2 separate regions of the Delphinus delphis genome follow, and region 2 is linked to region 1. A link is a contact called in public Hi-C data. All regions are on one chromosome and are shown on one strand. Each heading gives the region's core, a stretch centred on a gene start, on an enhancer-like site or on the middle of the called end of the contact. The rest is flanking DNA. Distances are from core to core; before and after follow the strand shown. Region 1 holds the start of LOC132432753 (histone H4). Region 2 holds the start of ZNF322 (zinc finger protein 322).

The links. A called contact is a pair of places that touch in the nucleus more often than the background predicts.
Region 2: a contact with region 1 is called in a Hi-C map of lung, with 4 times the contacts expected there. The contact joins the promoter of ZNF322 here to the promoter of LOC132432753 in region 1. A contact is called at or near these places in 2 of 3 Hi-C or Micro-C datasets (lung and muscle).

The regions. Positions count from the first base shown.
Region 1 is chr10:20,861,838-20,868,943 of mDelDel1.2, reverse strand. It overlaps LOC132432753 (histone H4), which reads right to left and starts at 2,690. Exons shown (of 1, transcript XM_060023504.1): 1 at 2,295-2,690. The coding sequence starts at 2,681. The coding sequence ends at 2,370. It overlaps H1-6 (H1.6 linker histone, cluster member), which reads left to right. Exons shown (of 1, transcript XM_060023454.1): 1 at 1-335. The coding sequence ends at 335.
Region 2 is chr10:21,167,842-21,174,947 of mDelDel1.2, reverse strand. ZNF322 (zinc finger protein 322) reads left to right here and starts at 2,742. Exons shown (of 2, transcript XM_060023438.1): 1 at 2,742-2,868.

The sequences.
Region 1 (7,106 bases), core at 1,441-3,940:
GTACCGGTGCTTCCGGCTCTTTCAAGCTCAGCAAGAAGGTTGCTGCTGAGCCCACCAAGGGAAAGGTCAAGAAGCCTGTTTCTACCAAGACAAAGAAGCAGGTCTTGGCCGGAAACTCCAAATCTCCGCAGAAAGCTAAGACCAACAAAAAAGCAAAGACGCCGAGGAAAACAATGGCTGAGAAAGCACGTTCGAGTGGCAGAAAAGCTAAAGGCGCCAAGGGCAAACAACAACGGCAAAGTCCAGCGAAGGCCAGAGCAGGGAAGCCCAAGGCTGGGAATTCTAAACTGATCCAGCTGAAGACTAATCCTAGGAAAGCAACAACCAAGAAGTAACATTTCGGCAACGGCCAGTTTTCATAGAACCCAACGGCTCTTTTAAGAGCCACTCAAATGATTTTGAGGGTGTGACATTGCATTTTCAGAAGACCCCGGAAGAAAAGACTATTCGTCAACTTTATCACTTGACAATAAGCAAGATTGTGATGTGGTGATAAGTGTCTTGTCAGACAAACGGTACAGACTTTGAAGAGCTTTGGATACTTAATGGTATGCTGACTGCCCAGTTCCAGAAAGTTAGGTTGTCCATCCTAATAAAAATAAGGCACATTCCTTGTATGTAAGTTCCTAAATGCTTAGAAAAGTGCTGGATTTTAAGCCGAGAGAGGAGAGGAGATCAGCTCCGTGCCCAACCATACCTGACCATGTTTTTTCACCTAATGATACGCTAGTATATGACTTAATGTGCCTTTCCATGTAAGATTTCTGAACTCAGTCTCCATGGACTTTACAGGGGTTAATATACAGAAACCAAGGTCTCAGTTTGGATTAGTGAGAAGTTTACCTCTCGTTAAACAGATTTCTTTCCACTATGAGTGATTAGTTGCATAAATCACAGATGTTTCCGTTTTACATTTGCAAGAATATTGAAATGCCTTTCACCTTCATTAGTTTGCAAGTGGTTACCAGATGACTATATATTAAGCACATACTGTTACATTAAAATTTGGTTTGATAATATCATTAGTCTTGATATAATTGTTCTCTATTTATGAAGAGAATGATAGGCTTGTTCAGATTGTGCTACACAGGCTGAAAAACGTTAACTCTAAAACGTGTGGAGATGTTGGAGGTTCAAATATTAGGGTGTGACCTTTAAATCACAAACCTGCTTGTATTAGGAAACGCTTAGGGTCGGAGTTAAAGCATCTTTTCCGCTTTAAACAGTTGTTTGTTTTCACTTAGTTTGTAATTTAGCGTTCTTAAAGATCCTCATAAAATAAATTTATACTGTTAATCTTATTTTGGGCCTTGGTATTGGGGGCGACTTCGAACAAAGCCCATTGCAAAACTACGTAATTAATGCAGTCACACATACAAACATGTTCTATATCCTGTCTGAATTCATTTGTATAATCGGGCCACAGAAAAAAAAAATTAATTGTATCCTATATGGAAAACGACTAAATACAATGGTTTCAATTTGTACAGAATCAGCCACAGCCCTGCTTTGCTTGGATAAGGTGGCCACTGTTTCCCTCTGAGGCTGGAGTTGGGATAGTGCAGGAAAATTCTTCACTTGCTGGACAAGGCAGTGAGCTACTTCTCTGTGTCCAGCAGTGGACTGACCCCAGACTATCACCGCAAAGAGAAAGGAGGAACAACTGGCTTCATCCCGCCCAGAAGCCAGCCGACCTCCCGGCACTACTCCAACCTGTGTAGAAGCGGCTCGGCCACTCTGCGCCTTTGTTCCTCGGGCCCATTAGCGCCTGGATTGCATCGGATTAAAAAGTTAACCAATGAAGGTTTTCCCTTAAGTTCCGGGTACCGGTATGAAACCCCTTGTTTTGGCCAATAGGAAAACAGCCTTGTAACACCACCCTCCGCAATTAAACAGTGGTTTCTTCGCCACACTGAGAACCAGCCAATGAAAGCTTGTCCCCAAAGAGCCTTCATTTGCATAGCTCTCTGTTGTGTGGGTGATACTGTGAACTTTTGTGCCATGGATGCCTCCAGCCGTCCACTTAAGGACAGTTCTAATATTTCCAGATGCATAAAATAGGCACATTTCTCTCATGGGTCCAACCTTATACATCACTTCGCGTTTCACCGTTTGTGAAAGCCTACTTTCTTCATAAAGACCCAAGTTTAACACCTTAGTGAAGCGCAAGGCCCTAAGTATTTAGTTACATAGCTGCCGTGTTAATGCAGCTTCCGACCATACTTCGCATGTTAAATTAGCTCTGACATTTGGCTTTCACACACCTCCGCAACGTCCAACAGCCCTTCAGCGAGTTTGTGGGCGGCCCTGAAAAGGGCCTTTTTGGTTTTTTTAGAAGATGTCGAAGTCTGTCTCGGCCGATGCCGTGATCAACCACCGAAGCCGTAAAGGGTGCGGCCCTGGCGTTTGAGTGCGTAAACCACGTCCATGGCGGTGACAGTCTTCCGCTTGGCGTGCTCGGTGTAGGTAACAGCGTCCCGAATCACGTTCTCCAAAAACACTTTCAACACCCCGCGAGTCTCCTCGTAAATTAGCCCAGAAATGCGCTTGACACCACCACGGCGAGCCAGGCGACGAATAGCTGGCTTGGTGATGCCCTGGATGTTGTCCCGTAAGACCTTGCGGTGACGCTTAGCGCCGCCTTTGCCGAGGCCCTTACCACCCTTTCCGCGACCAGACATGGCTGCTGTCACAGTAACTTTTTGAACTTAGCACTGCTCTTTAAATAGCATTCTTGCGGACCTGATTGAAAACGAGAGCCCTGGTGGCTTTTCCACATTAGGTCATCAAGGGGTGGGGCAAGGAGGGGCTTATTAACATTTCAATGTTTTGATTGGTCGGAATACCTAGCTCTTCGTCTGGCGGGCCGTAATGTGAGGTGGCCTTCAATCAGCTGAAGAGCTTTAGTTTCTCTTTTGCCCTGCACTATTTTTCTTCCGTGCGCGTTTGCAAGTTGAGTATATTCAGCTCAAGGACACGGAGCAAAGAGCTTCACTCCACATTTCCTTTTGGTAACTTGGTAACTAATGTTAGATAATGGTTCCTTGGGGAAGGTAAAAATAATGTGTAAAGGAAGATAGAGTTATAGGTCAAGGGACTTTCCCTTTCAGTCCTTTTAATGTTTCAGTTTTAAAGGACGCATTTTGATGGGGCGAAATATAAGCCTGGCCATGAAGAGGCTCTCGTCCTAAAAGACCTGTGTTTGGAAAGACAAAAAGGTAGACAAACGACTGCAAATTAAAACTTCTTCCTTTTCTTCTCTTCCTCAATTCAAACACGTACTGGGTGACTCCTTTTTCTGCAAACGCACGTGAGAGAAGGAATTTAAAACTAGGCTTGGGTAATCAGTTACCTCTGGACCCTCTTCCTGGCCTGCGCCTGATTGGCCTGCATTTCCTAAAAGCTCCTTTCCTTCTTTCATTAATCCTTTCTCAACCTTCTCTAGTTTTAGAGACAAGAACATACGTTTGTTTTGTAGAGTCCAGGATTAATAGTAAGATAGGGCTAATACTTGATTAAGGTCATTACAAAGCCTACAGGGCCCTCCCCTGGGAGGCCTATGATGAGATTATGGGTGTTTTGAACAGGTTAATCCCATTTTTGTTTTCATTCTTTTTTTAAAAAAAGCCGAATAGAACAGAACTGGATCTGAATATGGTTTGAAGAGAAGGATTTCTCAAATCAAAAAGTTTCTCTGGCTTCCTGACAACTTTAAAAAATTTCCACAGTAAGAGTCACTCTAGTTAAATTGAAAAAAAAAAAAAGACACCCCTCCCCCCCATCCTGGTTAATAAATAAATGTCTGTTGGAGAGATTTAGAATGAGATTATGGTCTGAGAGAGACCTCATATAATAACCTCAGACTTAGGTAAAAAGGGAGAAGAGGCCCAAAGATGGAGACAAAAGACCCAGGAGAGGGCAGGAAAGCTCTGGATGACATATGGTTTGTATCACTTCTGAAATAATTAGATGGTTATATTCTTCTGCCCCAAAGTGAGTGTTTTTAGGCTCCTGACTTTCACTACCCTTTCCCACCACAAACATGCACCTTATAAGCAGAGACTTAGCTAGGAAGAAATGCCATTCATTACAGAGGAAAAGTGCAAGGTCAGCGTTCACAGGTAAACATGAAATCTCAACATGCTTTTTAATTCATGAAAATAAATTTAAAATAATGTGTATGACATGGTTCTTTTTTTCTTATTCCCTTCTCCTAATTTCTTCTTTTCTAATTTTTTCTCAATGACATGGACTCAAAAATCATGAATGTCAAAACAGGAATATTTAAGAGGTATACAATTATAGATTTATATTAAAAATGGATTCTTCCACTCTAGGAAGAGTTCAGGTTTTCCTTGGTCCTGTAGCTTGGGAAAGGGTGGGTCACCCTAGAACTCTCATTCTCAGAGTGAACCTGGCTTCACAGAGCCCCATTCATGTGAGTGAGGCTCTTCAAATAAAAACCCTGCAAACAAGTTGTGGCTAAATGGACACATGAAATATTCACACAAATAAAACTGTGATGTTAAACAAAAGTCTTCTAAAAATATAAAATGCCCAGAACCACTCTCCACAAACTAACTCAATCAGAATATCACCGTTGAGGAATATATATATATATATGGAATATATGTACACATATCATCCCATGGAATATATATGTATTCAAAAGACAATTCCGATACTTAGCCAGGGTTGAAAACTACCAGAATATACCAACACTTTTCAGGGTACAGTTGTACTTTAGGAAAAAGAAATCCCAGGGTAGAAATACTTTTGAGCAATATTATAGTTGCAGAAATACATAAGTACAATCTCGCCCCACTTAGCCTGACAGGGATTTATAACATGACAGTAGTTACTCTGGGCATTTGGGGACACCAATCCTGGTCTGGGGCAGACAGCTCTTCTGACCCCTGGCTGATTTATCTCCTTCCCATCTAAGTCTTAAATGCATTTCTCTTTTTCAGCCACCTAATCTTTACTTTGGTATGATCTATTTTCTTATTCATTTTTCCTGAATTAAACTGTCATTCCCACTGGCATGTTTTTGCTTCCATAACATACATATACTGTGTCTCTCCATATTTTTCTCATTTCCTCTCCTTATCCTTCTAGGAAAACGTTCCTGCTTTTTCTCCTTATTTTATTTTATTTTTTAATTTTGGCTGTGCCATGCAGCTTGCGCGATCTCAGTTCCCCATCCAGGGATTGAACCCGGGCCACAGCAGTGAAAGTGCTGAATCCTGACCACTAGGCCACCAGGGAACTCCCTGCTTTTTCTCTTTAGTTCAAACTCTTTTACTAAAAGTTTTTGGCACTTGCACTTTCTAGGCCTGCTGTCCTTGTGTGGGTTTTCTCCCTTAAATATTCGTAATACATTTTGACCTACTGAAGAAAATGTTATTTGGAAAGAGAATTTCTAACAGTATCCTTTCTTAAACATTTGCTTCAAATTTTTTATAAACATGTTTGTAGTTAAATTTGATTCTCAAAGTTCCATTGAATACTTCCTTAATCACACACACAAAGCCCAAAGAAAGGATTTTGCATTTGTTTTAATGGTGAAAACTGAACACAAAAGTACGCAAAGCAAAGATCATTAACTGTTACATCCATGTTTAAAACAGGTGCTTTCTTGCACACATAGTGAAGCTCCTTTGGCAGTATCCAAGTTGCTTGCTGACTATCTTATGAAAATGCCATTGTGGTCACTCTGTTTACAGAATAAGATCCAGGATATTTCATCAACTCATAGGGTAACGTTAACTGACAAGACTTTCACTGAAGTTTATGCAAATATTGGTATTATCCTCACCTCCCCCTCCACACACAAATGCACTGAAGGCTCCAAAATTCTATTTTAGAATCTTTGGGTCAAAAGCCAGAATTTTTTTTTTTACTTAATTACTTTATTTACAATACTTTCTATGCAAATCTGGTGAAAAATGATTCACAGGCGCTTCAATGCTACCTATCCCATAATACCTCCCTGAATGATAAATAGAATTAATAAAAATGTGAATTTGATAGTTAGAATTTTGTGTGTGAACAGAAAAAAGAATTCCCAAATGTTTCAAATATTTATGAAATAATTATAGAGTATATTCTGAAACGTTAAAACAGGTTCTCTCCTCACTCAGGAAATAATCAGAGGTGCTGCCACTAGGCAGCAGAATGGATACTCAAAGGAGCATCCTAAAAAGATGGAACAATGCCAACCACACGTTTTCTTGATTCAGAGAGAGGGATTGTGTAGTGGCTATGAAGATGAGCCAGGCTAGCTGGGAAAAAAATCAATACAATCATTTTCCAGCTGTGTAACCTTCAGCAAGTTAACCAACCTCTCTGTGCCTTGGTTTCCATACAGCAAAATAAGGGTAGCAGTATAACAAGAGTTTCTACCTCACAGGATTCTTCTGAAGAATTAAATTAATATTTAGAGCAGGGCCTGGCATCTAGTAAGTACTTGATAATTATTAGCTGAAAAAAAAATTAGTTTTAGAAAATATTTAAGCCTAAGAAGACTTTTCTGAGAATGAAAATTCATTCAGCCAAGAAATAGAAGCTACAGAAGCATCTGCTTAAAACACATCATATGTATCTCTCACACATGAGTAAACACCTTAGAGAATTACTCAGAATCAGCATATGTGAGATACCAGCATGCATGCCAGGCCAAGTAACAAATGCACGCAGGATGTCAAGGCAACCCAGGCTTTTTAATCAAATTGTCACATGAAATGATTTAATATTGTATTAATATTCTTCATGTTAATCACTGATTCCAAAAGGGAGAAGAAAATATGATGACCCAAAGTCCACAGAAAGAAATCAAAATTAAAAATATCACTCCACGCATATGAAAATCTTCCATGATTAAAGTCATGCATTTTAAAATTCTAGTTATTATTAGAGTGTGTAACTTATAAGAAACTTGCAGCATTTTAGAGAAGGTCTTTTGTTTTTAAGTGTGTGTGTGTACCTGAAGAATGTATCAAGTACACGGTACTCTAAGACTATATTATTATAACTGAAGCCGAAGTTTTGCCTGTACCGCCCAGCAGCCTTAACCAACTGCTGGCAGGTTGCCTCAAAGATCAGCA
Region 2 (7,106 bases), core at 1,493-3,992, 310 kb before region 1:
AAGGAATGGGAGATTCCTTCTCCCATTCAAGGCTAGTTCCTCTTCGTACTGCAGACCTCAGCCTCTCCTGTTTCCTAAGCGGCCTCTCTACACCAAATACCCCTTTCCTGAATCCTCATCCTTTCTATGAACTTGTTTCCTTTAGCAACATATTAAAATCTCCCCCACCCTGAAGCCCTAGGCCCTGCTCACTGTTTAAGACCTGTGTTCCATGCTAGAGATGGCCTTTCTTTGTTCTTCTTCATAGCCAAGCTTCTGAAAGAAAAGATGCTACCTGCATTCCCTACTTCCCTTTCCACCACAGTCCACAGAAGCTGCCCTTACTAAAGAAAAAAAACCTCTTTTTTTCCTAAACTCCGCAGAGCCTCTTTAGAGAGGCAGGATAGGGTAGTGGTAACAAGCACAGACTCAGAAGCCAGACTCCCAGTGTTTAAATCCCCATTCTGCCTCTTAACAGCTGCATGATTTTGCCCAAATTACTTATCCTCCTTGTACCTCATCTTCCTCATCTATAATATGGGGTTATTGTGAGAATTAAAGCACACAGTGTTGTTGGATGATTAAGTGAGCTAATACTATAAAGTGCCTATAACAGCACTTAGAACATAGTAATTCTCATGTAAACTTTATCCGATGTTCTTTGGTGCTATCTCATCTGATCTCGTTATTTGACATTGCTCTCAATAAACTTTTAATTGAACCTCTCCTCCCTTGGTTGCCATGACCCATTTTTTTCATTTTCCTAATTTTCTGGCTACTCTACCTTATTCTTTATCCTTGTCTCCAGGCTTCCTGTTTTGCTTCTCTCTATATGTAAAACTAAAATAAAATCATCCTTCTAAAGATTTTAAGGTTGGGGATAATTGAGCTACCCCATGAATGGATTCCCAGTTCTTACAAGATAAAGTCCATTAACTGAAATCACATTAAAACATCTCTGACCTATTTCCCATCTTCCATTCCAGTCCCATCTTCAACTCCTTGCTTCCATTCCTTCAAGCCTCACCTCATGCCCCACGTTCTACAGTCATTTCTGACCCTTTCTCAAACAAGTGCTCCTTCTCTCTGCTCCCACACTACCTTATGTAACTTCTACCTCCATCACACCACTTGCTCTCTCCATAGTAGGCTGTGAACCGTTAGAGGAATGGGACTGAGTCTTTCCTGCCTTTAAATTCCTAATACTCAGTATCGTGTCAGGTGAACTGGAAGTGCTCAATAAACATGTGTTGAGTGAATGAAACAATGAATAAAATGAGCTCTTTGCTTGGGTCAATGTATCTTTAAAGAAAAAGCTGAAGAGTTCAATTCAACAATTATTGAGACCTTCCTATACACAGTGTAGGAATCAGAACTCAGTACTTTTCCACTATACAGTCACCACTATTGATACAGCCCTATAAGTACAATGATGGCAACCACAGGCTCTGGTATGAATGTTCATATTTCAGCTTCACTAGTTACTAAATGTGTGATCTTGGGCAAGGTACTCAATCTCTTCCTGCACCAGTTTTCTCCTAAGATAAAAATAATAATAAATATCTCATAGAATTTTTTTAATTTAATTTTATTTTTTTATATATCAGGTTCTTATGAGTTATCCATTTTATACATATTAGTGCATATATGTCAATCCCAATCACCCAATTCATCACTCATAGAATTTTTGTTACAAGTTAAAGGGATAATATGTGTAAAATGATGAGAACAATGTCTGGAACATATCACATACTCTAAAGTTATTAAAAATTATTTCAAATATTAAGAAGGCTCTGGATAGAATATTTGGGCCTTACTTGGAAGTTTTCATTAAAAACAAACATGAAACTAAGCTGCAACTCCTCTGGGGAAGAATTCCAGAGTTAGGAACATGATTAGTGAATCTTGAATAAACGACTGTTATGACCCTGATGATGCTCTCACCACTCTCTAAACTCAGTATTTTTCTCCCAATCCAAGTTCTTAGTCTCATTACCCAGCCCTTTGTCCTCTATATTCCTAGTACTAATCTTTCTCCTTTGATGTCTGAGGGATTTTAGGAAACTTTTTTTTCACTGAACAATTGAGCAAGGGGAGATGTAGATATAGGTATATTTACTTCTCTCTGAAGGAAATCTCATTTCTGCTCCAACCCAAACATAGGTGATTACTTAAGTTGATTCCAGCCCATAAACAATCAGGAAGGCCTGGGAAACCTCCTACAATCAGAGCAGTCCTATCCTCCTCTGCAGTTTTCTCTACCCACACAAAGCCAACACTACCCCCCCTTTAAAGCATTTCATTCATCTCTCTGGCCACATCTTGGGTGGCGGAGCGCTTCCACCGTGTTTTGGTATCCACCATTTCTTCCAGCTCCTTTGGGGTGTTTTCCACAGGGTCGGTGGCATCCATCTCTTCTGACGCTACTCCTGCCTCGAGTCCTCTTTTAACAGCCTTCAGGAAAGAGAACATAAGTCGGAAACGGTAAGATAAACAGGGTTGCTTCTTCTTAGACAAGGTGGTAGTGGGGTCCTCTCGTCACCCCCAGACGTCAGTAGCATCGGAAAGGATCCCTAAATAAAGTCCTCGACCGCTCCGCCCCGAAACACCAAGGGCCCCGGAGCGCAGGCGCCCCAGAGCCCCGCCCCCGGTCCAGAGGCTCGGCCCCTATTGGCCCAGAGGCCGGGGGTGGACTGCCCCAGTGGCTGAACAGGGGGTGATCATGTGATTCTCGGGGGCGGGGCTGCGCCGGCCGCTTCCCAGCCAGGCTGAAAGGGCTCGGGTAGCCGGCCTTGTCGGCCCTTAAAGAGCCCCCTGGATGGCCTGGCCTCAACTGCCCTCGCCGAGCCACGCAAAGGGGTCTGCTTCTGGTTCTCGTCGGCCTCCCAGGTTGGCTTTCCTTCTTTTCCCGAAGGTGGGCCCTTAGGTTTACCGCCAGGAGCCTGCGGCCGCCGGGAAACCCAAACCCGAGTGTCCGGAGAGTAACCGGAAGTGCCGTCCCAGGCGGAGGGGCGGCGCCGGCTGCTGCCGTGGTAAGCGCGGCCCGCGGGGCCTGGGAGGGGCATGGCCTGCGGGGCCCAGGGATCGGGGGAGGGGTTCTGCGGGACCCGAGAACCCCTCGGCCTCCGCCTGGTAGGAGCAGCCTCTGGTCCTCGCAACAGAGCAGGGTCTGGGACCCCCCCCCCCCCCCCGTGACGGCGACTGAAAGGAGGTCAATGAAAAGTTGAAGGAAGAGAAGCTTAGTACTATCGTTCCTGGAGATAATAGTAAACACTGCCAGGCACTTTTCTAAGTGATCTAAGTGTATCTTTCACTTTGGGGGGAAAAAAAAAAACAAGGACGTTGAATGTTCTCCACCCACCGCCCACCCCTATCTTTAAGGCAGAGATTGGTCATGTTGCATCGAATCTGTATGCAGAAAAATCTGGTTTATTTAATCATTCCATAACCATTTTTGGAAACCGGCATTATATATAGCTTTGTATCATATGCACTTATCAACTGCATCTTGAGGTTTATAGTGGTAGAAGAATGGGTCATTGATCTCAGAAGTTGAGGTAAAAATTGAAACAAGTAGAACAGGACTCAGGGCTTTATTATGAAGTTAAGGTTAGTCATTACCCAGAAGGATTCTCGGTGTTTTGTCTAGAGCTGTTTGGGAAGGAACTGATGGCTACCAGTGGCAGGTGCTTCTTGCAGGAGAAAATAGAATGTAAGGAAAGGTGGGAAGAGGTAAGTTACGGTTGAAAGATACTGACCAGACTGGGGAGTAAATGGAACCAATTTTTAGATGTTCAAGCCTCAGAAAAGTTATAAATTTCACAAAAATTATAAATTTCTACATTATTGATTTTTTTTCCTCTAGGAGAGGGAAGAATTGAGTGTTGTGAATAGTTATGGACTAGAGACCTTTTGGAGCCAAAAGGAAGATAGTCTTGAGTCTTTGTTGTTATGGTAAGTAACATACCAGGCTGTATGTTTCTATATAAACAGTGGATTTTTGAGGCCGGAGGAGAGGGAAACTGGGGGAGACGAGGAGCAATGGGAGAAGATACATGGAAAGAAGATACATGACCCTTTCTTAGCTCCTGAGATAGCAGAGTGCTAAAACCAGTGCTGTCCTACCAATTTAAGTGTATTTTCTACTCCTTTTCAACAGGCTTATTCACAATAGGCTTTTAGTAATTCCTTTGTGATTGGTTTGCAGCCCCCAAAAGGCAGTATGCCCAATGCTTAAGCAGGCCCTGGAGTCAGAAGATAGAGGTTTAGATACTGGCTCTGCTGCTTACTAGCTGTGAGCTCTTTAGTTAGTTAACTGCCCTGAGCATGAGGTTTTCTATCTGTAAGGCACAAACATTGGTATTCATACCTATTTTACAATCTTGGGAAGATTAAATGAGATAATCCATGTAATTAATGAAAAATAAATGAGGTAATCCCTAGCCTGGGACCTGATACAGTAAGCATTATCTAGTTTTTTAGATAACACCTTATCAACTTTATCTGCCTGTCACGTACATACTTTAACTATAAGGGTAGCCTTGAGCTTTGAAGTTCTGTACTCAGCCTGTCTGCCTATTCTGTGCACTCTGACCCTAGCCATGGAAGAGAGAACCAGTCTTTTCCTAGGAAGAGGTAAGAGAAACCTCTTAGCGAAGGGTACCCTGAAGCTAAGACTTGAAGTATATATTTGGGTTTGCCAGATGCACCAGCCAGGGCTACTAGCCTAGCCTGTTATATTGATGCTGAGGCTTAGAGGATGATGGCTCTTTTTTGGTTCTGATATTCATTCATATTTTTCATTCATTCAACAAATGTATTCTAGACGCTAGGAATATTGCAGTGAACAAAAGACTAAGTCCTAACCCTAATGGAAGTTATATTCTAGTAGGAGAGAGAAACAAGTTAACAAATATAAGATATGTACCACAAAGTTGGATGATGATAAGTGCTATGAAGAGAAATATTGTAAAACAGGCTAAGGGGACATAGCTATTTTAGATGAAGTAGTCAGGGTGTGCCTCTTTTTAAGGAAATAATTTTCAGTCAGAGACTTGATCAAATAAAGGAGCAAGCTACTTGGGGGAAGGGCATTCTAGGCAGAAGGAGCAAGTGTAAAGATTCTGATGTATTGTGTGAGGCTGAAGGTAGGGGGAGGTACCGCATTATGTAGCGCAGTGAAAACTTTAGGTTTTATTCTTAGAGTGGTAGGAAGCAGTTATAGTATTTTGAACTGGGGAAGTGTCATGGACTACTTTAAATTTTGACAGCCAGACTGTATTTTATTTTCTAGGTGCTGACCTCTAAAAGTCTTCCTTATTTTTAATTTTTTCCTTATTTTTAATTTTTTTCCTTGGTGCCCTACAGTTGATTGGCTATTTAGGGCAAATATGATACCCTCGGCTGATAAAATTAGGGAATATTTTAATTCATTTAACAGGCTATGACCATGCTCAGAATCATTTATTTCCACTCTACTCTCTCTCCTTTTGACCTTAACAGTAATACGCATTTTAAAAGACAAAACTCCCATACAGCCACCATCTTAGAGTAGCTATTTGTCTGTATGGATGCATATCTTTACTTAGTTGTGATTCTAAAGTTTTCCTTTTCCTCCTAGCATTTCTCCATAAATGTTTTTCTGTTTTTTGCTTAATCTTCGTATTAATCATTAACTGATTATTATTTATTATTTAGTTAACTATTTTAAATGGTTTTGAACAAGGCTTTGCATAAGAGACAGGCACAGAGGATGAGCTCAAGAAATGTTAGTGTTTTTGTGACTGTGAAGATGGAATTAAGAAAATAATAGAACCTACCATTTATTGAGCATCTGTTGAGATCCAGGCATCGAGCCATGTCCTTTATTGACAGTGTCTCAGTTCCCATGGCAACTCTTTAAGACATGTAATGATATCTTACTTATTTTATCGAAATTGAAGTTTGAAGCTGAAGAAAGTAACTTACCCAAGTTCTCATAGCTACAAAAAGCACAGTGGGAATTTGAGCCAAAATCTGATTCCAGAGTTTGAACATTCAGCTTTAACTATCACAATATACTAACTCTCAGCTCCCATGTTCTTTTTTTTTTTAATATATATATATTTTTTTAATTTATTTATTTTTGGCTGCATCGGGTCTTCGTTGCTGCACGCTGGCCTTCTCCAGCTGCAGCGAGCGTGGTCTGCTCTTCATTGTGGTGCGCAGACTTCTCATTGCGGTGGCTTCTCCTGTTGCGGAGCACAGGCTCTAGGCGTGCAGGCTTCAGTGGTTGTGGCACGTGGGCTCAGTAGTTGTGGCTCGCAGGCTCTAGAGCACAGGCTCAGTAGTGGCGCACGGACCCATGTCCCCTGCATTGGCAGGCGGACTGTTAACCACTGCGCCACCAGGGAAGCCCTCAGCTCCCATGTTCTTAAAAAACAAAATAAGATACATTTAAATTTTGAAGTAATTTCAGATTTACAAAAAAGTTGTAAAATAATATAAAGAATACCCATACACCTTTCACCTGCAGTCCCTAAATGTTTACATTTTACTATGTTTGTTTTATGAGTCTGTCTATACTAATTTCTCTATACATACATGTACCTATATGTACATTTTTTCTGAACCTTTTGAGAGTAAGTTATAGACAGAATACCTCATCTCAAACTACGAGAGAATTAAGCCCTAAAGTCCTAAGACATGGTAAGCCCTGAAGTAATAGGTATGCAATGGATTAACTTCTCTCCCATGTGTGTTCAGTGCTACTAGCTACATGCCATTCTTGGGAGAATTTAAAAAATAGTTACTCAAGTCATTTTCTGTAGGGCTTTGTTCTTTGCCAGAACTCTAGTTGAGAAAGCCTGTCCTAAATACTCAATTGTTTATTCCCTGAAGACAAGGCTATTCTCTTATATTATCATTACAGTTACCACAGTCAAAAAATTAACATTCATATAATACTATTATCTGATCGCCAGACATTATTGGAGTTTAGCCAATTGTTCTACTAACGTCCTTTGTAGGAAAAGAAAAATAAGTTTTTTTTGTTGTCCAGGATCCATTCCACCATCACCCATTTCATTTAATTGTCATGTCTTTATTGTGGAACATATCCTCAGACTTTGTCTTTAGACTTTTTTTTT